2 separate regions of the Gasterosteus aculeatus genome follow, and region 2 is linked to region 1. Evidence: chromatin contacts called from public Hi-C data. All regions are on one chromosome and are shown on one strand. The core of a region is the stretch at or near the end of the contact, and the rest is flanking DNA. Distances in the headings are between cores, read along the strand shown. Region 1 holds the start of sox5 (SRY-box transcription factor 5). Region 2 has its middle 38 kb from the start of etnk1.

The links. A called contact is a pair of places that touch in the nucleus more often than the background predicts.
Region 2: a Hi-C map of skeletal muscle shows a contact between it and region 1, with 3 times the contacts expected there. The contact joins the enhancer-like site here to the promoter of sox5 in region 1. A contact is called at or near these places in 2 of 6 Hi-C or Micro-C datasets (both in skeletal muscle).

The regions. Positions count from the first base shown.
Region 1 is chr4:26,194,410-26,197,452 of fGasAcu3.hap1.1, reverse strand. It overlaps sox5 (SRY-box transcription factor 5), which reads right to left and starts at 1,326. Exons shown (of 13, transcript XM_078100951.1): 1 at 928-1,326. The coding sequence starts at 1,004.
Region 2 is chr4:26,267,808-26,270,725 of fGasAcu3.hap1.1, reverse strand. No RefSeq gene overlaps it. Among protein-coding and RNA genes, the nearest start is that of etnk1, 38 kb to the left of the region's middle. Within about 2 kb of position 1,390, at least 2 of the 9 cell types and tissues checked have open chromatin away from gene starts, as enhancers often do.

The DNA.
Region 1 (3,043 bases), core at 77-2,576:
AGTCAATTTCAAACGCCGGGGCTGAGCTGGGAGGGCAAGGGTGTACGTCTCCCATTGGGGATGGAGCAGTTGTTTGCTTTCGTTGCTTTGGTCACGTCTAAAAAAAAAAATGAACAACACCTCGAAGTAATTGTGACTTGTTGAAGAGAGCTCGAGGACGCAGGCGGAGACTTATAAATAGCCCATAAGTTGAAGCAGAAGTAAATGAAGTTGTGGTGAGACGAGCAGATGAGACGGGGATCCAACATCGGGACTTTGACAGAAACTCTCTCTGAAAGAGTGTCTCATTTTCTCCTCACACACACACACACACACACACACACACACACACACACACGCACAAACACACACGCACAAACACACACGCTACCGTTTTAGGCAGTTTGTCTATGGAGGTATTGAACTGAATAAACACAACTTCAGGTGGGATAGAGGAGGAGAAGTGGGACAATTGTGTCACTTCTGGGGGGAGTGGGACGGGGGGGGGACCAACATACAAACACACACACACACACACACACACACACACGCGGGCGCGCGCGTTTATTTATTGCCTGCTTCTCCCAGTTTTGCAGGGCGAATAGGAGTCGATCATCAACTCTCCTTCACCTCCGTCTCTGCCTGTCACACACACACACACACACACACACACACACACACACACACACACACGCGCGCACACACACACACGCACGCACATGCACTCAGCGGACCCGCTGAGACACTTTGCATGCTTCACACACACACACACACACACACAAACAAACATACCGAGTCTTCTCTCCACACTGATGTCTCTCCACTTTCTACTCCTGTCCTTCTTAAATGTGTCCTACTACGTCCTGTCCTCTGTCTCGGACATCTCTACGTGAATGTGTGTGTGTGTGTTTGTGTGTGTGTGTGTGAGAGAGAGCGCGCGGCACGTACCTGTTACACTCCTGAGGTAGCTCAGGCTCAGTGAGCATGCTGGAGTAAAGGTCCGTCGCTCTTGTCAACAACAACATAAAACAGTCCCACAACGCTCAGATGAACAAGGTAAGTGTCCCCAAAACAAGACGGGAGAGAAGTGATCCTTCAACCTCTCACACACACTGCCGATTCTCTCTCTCTGTCTCTCTCTCTCTCTCTCTCTCTCTCTCTCTCTCTCTCTCTCTCTCTCTGTGTTCCTCTCCGTCTCTCTACTCACACACTTTCAGCCTTACACCCTCCCTCCCTCTCTCCCCCTCTCTCTCTCTCTCTCTCTGCCTCTGTCCCTCCTCTTCTCCCTCCCTCGCTGTAAGCTGTGCGATCGAGGCTCAGCTCTTAAAGGGCCAGCAGCAAAAAGGCTCTTCCTCAGTGTGTGTCTGTGTGTGTGTGTAAGCAAAGGGGAGGGGCCATTTGACCACAGGGCTCATCACTGGCGAGTGCAAAAGCACAGCAGTGCTGCCCCCTTCCCCAAGTCCATCTCTCCCTCACACACACACACACACACACACACACACACACACACACGCACACAGATACAACTCCACTTTACTTCTGTAGACGTTGGCGGATGAAAAAAAAAAGAGGACAACAAGTGATTCCTGAACCACTCTTCTCCTGGAGGCCACACTCAAGCTCGCGGCCCATAACAGTAGTACTTTTCACCACGTCCTTGCAATGCTCTGCAATCGCCCGTGCTGAATTGGTTAAGTTGTGTTGTTTCCCGCCTCTTTTACTGTCACTCTCTCGGACACGTGGCGTGCTGTTCACATGACCGGCCTGGCTGACTGAGTAAAGCAAACGGAACAGCGGTCGTAAAAAACGAGCCTTGGCACGGGATCGGTGTGAGGAGAGGCCACAAGCTTCTCTCCCCGTGACGCAGCGCAGTGGCCGTCCCGCATCTCCAATGACGGACGGATCCGTTGTCACCGTTTGCTGACGGTCGCGGAGACGGGGAGTTTTTTTTTGCAGCATCGGCTAACTGACTGTTATGAGGCAGTGATGCTGTCTTGCACAGATGAATCCATTCTCTCTCTGTTTGAAACTTTTTCCTCACCTCCTACCCACTCATTACATTACATTACATTACATGTCATTTAGCAGACGCTTTTATCCAAAGCGACTTACATTACACTTTAAACCCATGGCTTTTCACATTTATGCCTGGGGAGCAATTAGGGGTTAGGTGTCTTGCTCAGGGACACTTCGGCATGGAACATGGGGCAGCCTGTAATCGAACCACCAACCTTGTGCTTCCCAGCACACCAGCACACCCCCTCTAACCCCTGCGCCACGACGACCCCACTCCTGTCTTCAAACGCATTTATTCTAGCTATTAGTTTGAATAGACTGTTTATATGATTTTTTATATGATTTTTCAATGCCCTTCGGTGTCAATGCAGAACAAGGACGAGGTATTCGGGTGTGATGCGCATCGTCCAGCCGATCCGGGTCTCTTTTCCTTTTCATTTTCATGGCCATAGTAGAAAAATAAGATGGAATATGCATGTTTGACAAATCGTTTCTTTGTGCCTTTGTATTGATGCAGCGAGAGGCAAGATGCTCGATCCTGAGACATTGGAGCAGTTTTGTGACAAGAAGACAGCTGAAACACTTCCAACAGAACATATGCACAAGCTAACATGCATGGGTGAACACACACACACACACACACTGAAACCCTCACCAATCACCCACACCCATTGTGTCCTCAGGTGTATGTACAGTACTGTGTGTCTGTGTGTGTGTGTGTGTGTGACCTAGAGAGTGCATGCTGCTTCCAGCCCATAGTGCTGCCAGTCACTATTAGGGGTGTGTGGTCTACGTGTCACACATACGGCCAATCCAGCTATTGTTCCGGAGAGTGCAGAGAAAAGCAGGGCTGACAGACTGTCACTTCTGTGATACTTTAACACACACACTCAGACAGTGACAGGAACACACATACACACACACACACATGCACCCACGCACACGCAGGGCAAGGAGGAGAGACAGCGAGCCCCCGTCACTGAACCCACTGTACAGTCACACACACGCATACAGCATGAATACATGGTGAAGGTTTTAGAAATATTTA
Region 2 (2,918 bases), core at 141-2,640, 73 kb before region 1:
GAATAGTTGTTGTAATTTCCCTTTTTTATTAATGCAACCAAAAGCTTTTCATTATCCAGAAAGCATTTTAGTTACATAAAGCATTCATTTGAATTCATTTAAAGCAACTCAGAATAGTGACTGAGATCGGATCGGAATTTCAATGAACGCCAATGCTCTGAACTGTTTATTTTCCTGAGTCTTTCTCTCTCATGTACTCACACACACGCAAACACACACACACACGCACACGCACACACACACACACACACACACACACACACACACACACGCACACACAGAAGGCCGGCCTCATGTCCCGGCGATGATGGCTAACACATGCCGGTTAAACAATCGCCCCAATCCCCCCTTATCTTCAGGAGTTATGGGGCTAAATCTACTCATAATACACAGCTCACTGAGAGTGTAATCCCTGGGAACATCGGAATAAATCCAGGCTATATCCGCTACATGCAGACTAGCGGCCAGAGCCAGGGCCATTATGGTGGGACGGAAGGAGAGGAGGAGGCGGGTCAGTGAAGGGCGCTAATGGGTCGTTTTTGAATTCACATTAACGCCGCGCCATTAGGACACCTCCATCCAGGAAATCCCTCTTACTCTCACCATACAACAGCTGTCCGAAGTATAAACTTTAAACCCACAATCCCTCTGCCACACCCGTCCCTGCGTTTCATTCTCTCTCTCTCTCTGCCACACTGCGGCTGGATTGTCCTGATTTGTCCCAATCGGAAAAAAAACTCCTAACAATTCCACACAGGGCCCGGGGGGGCAGCGAGACGGAGCCAACTGGTTGTACTTGGCTCCGATGAGAGGGGACACAAAAGCAGGGGAGGACAAATACATGACGACAACCGAGAGGGCAGTGTGCCTTTCACGCAACCTTTCGCGACCCCCTTCGGAAAATAAATAAAAACACAGAGAAAAGAAACGACGACATCAAAATCAAGTTAGTCTCGAGTCTGATTCAAAGTCAACTGTCAGGACACATGGCTGTCTGCTGCATGGCTTGTGGCGTCTGTAGTGCCGTCTGGAGAGCTTGCATGCTTGGGAAATTTTTGTCATATTAATAAAAAAAAAAAAGAGTCCAAACTAAAGGGAGGAGTAAGTGGGCTTTTTAATTTCGGATGGGAGCGAAGTGACGAGGCGATCGAATTAAAAAGGCAAACTTCAACCCCCCTCGCTGTTTTTCTGACTTTTTCTTTCCCCGGCTCGAATGTGCAGCCAAACGCAGCCATTTTACAGACTGAGTTAAGGGAAGTGGGGGATCGAAGCCCCATGGGCCCTTTGGCTCCTTGGCTGGACGACAGTTTCCTGGCCTGAAGGGGTCAGCGGTGGGCTGTCTGAGAAACTGGCAGCCATTGGGGTTCCGGAGGGGAATGTTTTTTAGGAGCGAGGGGGAGGCGGAGGGGAGGCTGGGGGGTGTATCTTGTGGCTTGTTGGCAGGGAGTGGACAATGACAGTTTGCAAATAGCGCTGTTCCTGCCAGGGCCCGCTGAGCTTGTACACATTACGCTACACGCAGGAGAGGACCGGAGGCTCTGGAGGGGCCTGGCGCTGTAAAGCCCCCAGACAGATTCATAAGAAAACGATCGTGGTGTAATGTTTCACAACTCTTAATACTCTAAACAATTACATGGCGCAGCGTGGGCTACGGAGAGCGTAGAAAACAGACTTTATGAATCTCTCAGTGCATTGTTAATTACACGGTGTTTGCCATACCGCTAATGGTCCGAGCCGACAGACAGAGGGGAGATAAGCGTCAGGCTCGACAAACAAATTTATCCTATGTAGGGTTTGTTATGGTAGGAAACAGAAGCAGCACCTGGAAAGCCTCGGGATAATCCAAGAATTAGATTTGCATGTCGAACTTATTTTTTCTTCGACGACACGCGTCATGGCGGTGAACGATGACTCTTATTTAGACTCAGTGAACATGTTGCTATTTGTCTATCACAAGGTGTAGAAGTATCCATTTAATTGATTAATTCACGATTTGTATTCGTTGCAGTTTTTTCTGTTCTTTTCGTTTAATATTTTTAATCTGTTTTTAAAGATTCTTACGTTACGGAATTTTTTTTTATCACAAATAGTGCTTACAATGCAATTAAGTGTCACGTACTTTATGGGTTAGTGTCATTTTCCTGCACCACAGGTGGCCCCCGGATCCAGATCCAGATCACATATTCACACCGGGTCACCATGAGGACGACGACGACGACAATTTTATGTTGCTTTTGCTCTAGAAAACTTGCTTCAGCCACATTGTTTTGCCTCTTCCCCTCACCCGTTTCCTCCATGCTGATATGCTTAACCTGTCTTCACCTCAGTCCCCTCTTGGTCTCCCTTTAAATCAGCTTTTTAATATCCTCGCTAAGCCCTCTTCACTTATTTCTTTCACCTGTGTGTCCTATTTCTTGTCGCCTTTTTAACCACGTCCCCCTTTAATCCCTGTGTCTCCCTCATAAACCCGTCTTCCCGCTCTTCACCCACTTATTCCTCTCACGCCTGTCCCTCGGCTTTCCGTATTTCCATATCCCTGAGCTGATTCCCTTGTCCCCTCGCTTCCAGCCTGTTGTATTCCCTGTCTCTCTTCTCATCCGTTTATCACTGGCCCTTGTTCTGTTAATCCCCGAGGGTTTTGTTTATTTGTGTTGGAGCTGCTTTTACAGCTTGCGATTGACCCCACCTATTTTCTCACCAGTCATTTGAACAGCAGGGCTGCTTTGCAGCTACTCCATCAATTAACATACCATTAGCATAATATTTGCATGTGTGCATTAGGGTGTTGATGGGGAGAGGAAAATAACAGTTTTTTTTTTTTCTTCTTGTCTCAAAAAAAGATGTATTTCACGGGATGACGTTAAAGCGCCCACAGGCTTCTTTATCTCGCTTTGGTACCGCTGTTCATCAAACAACAT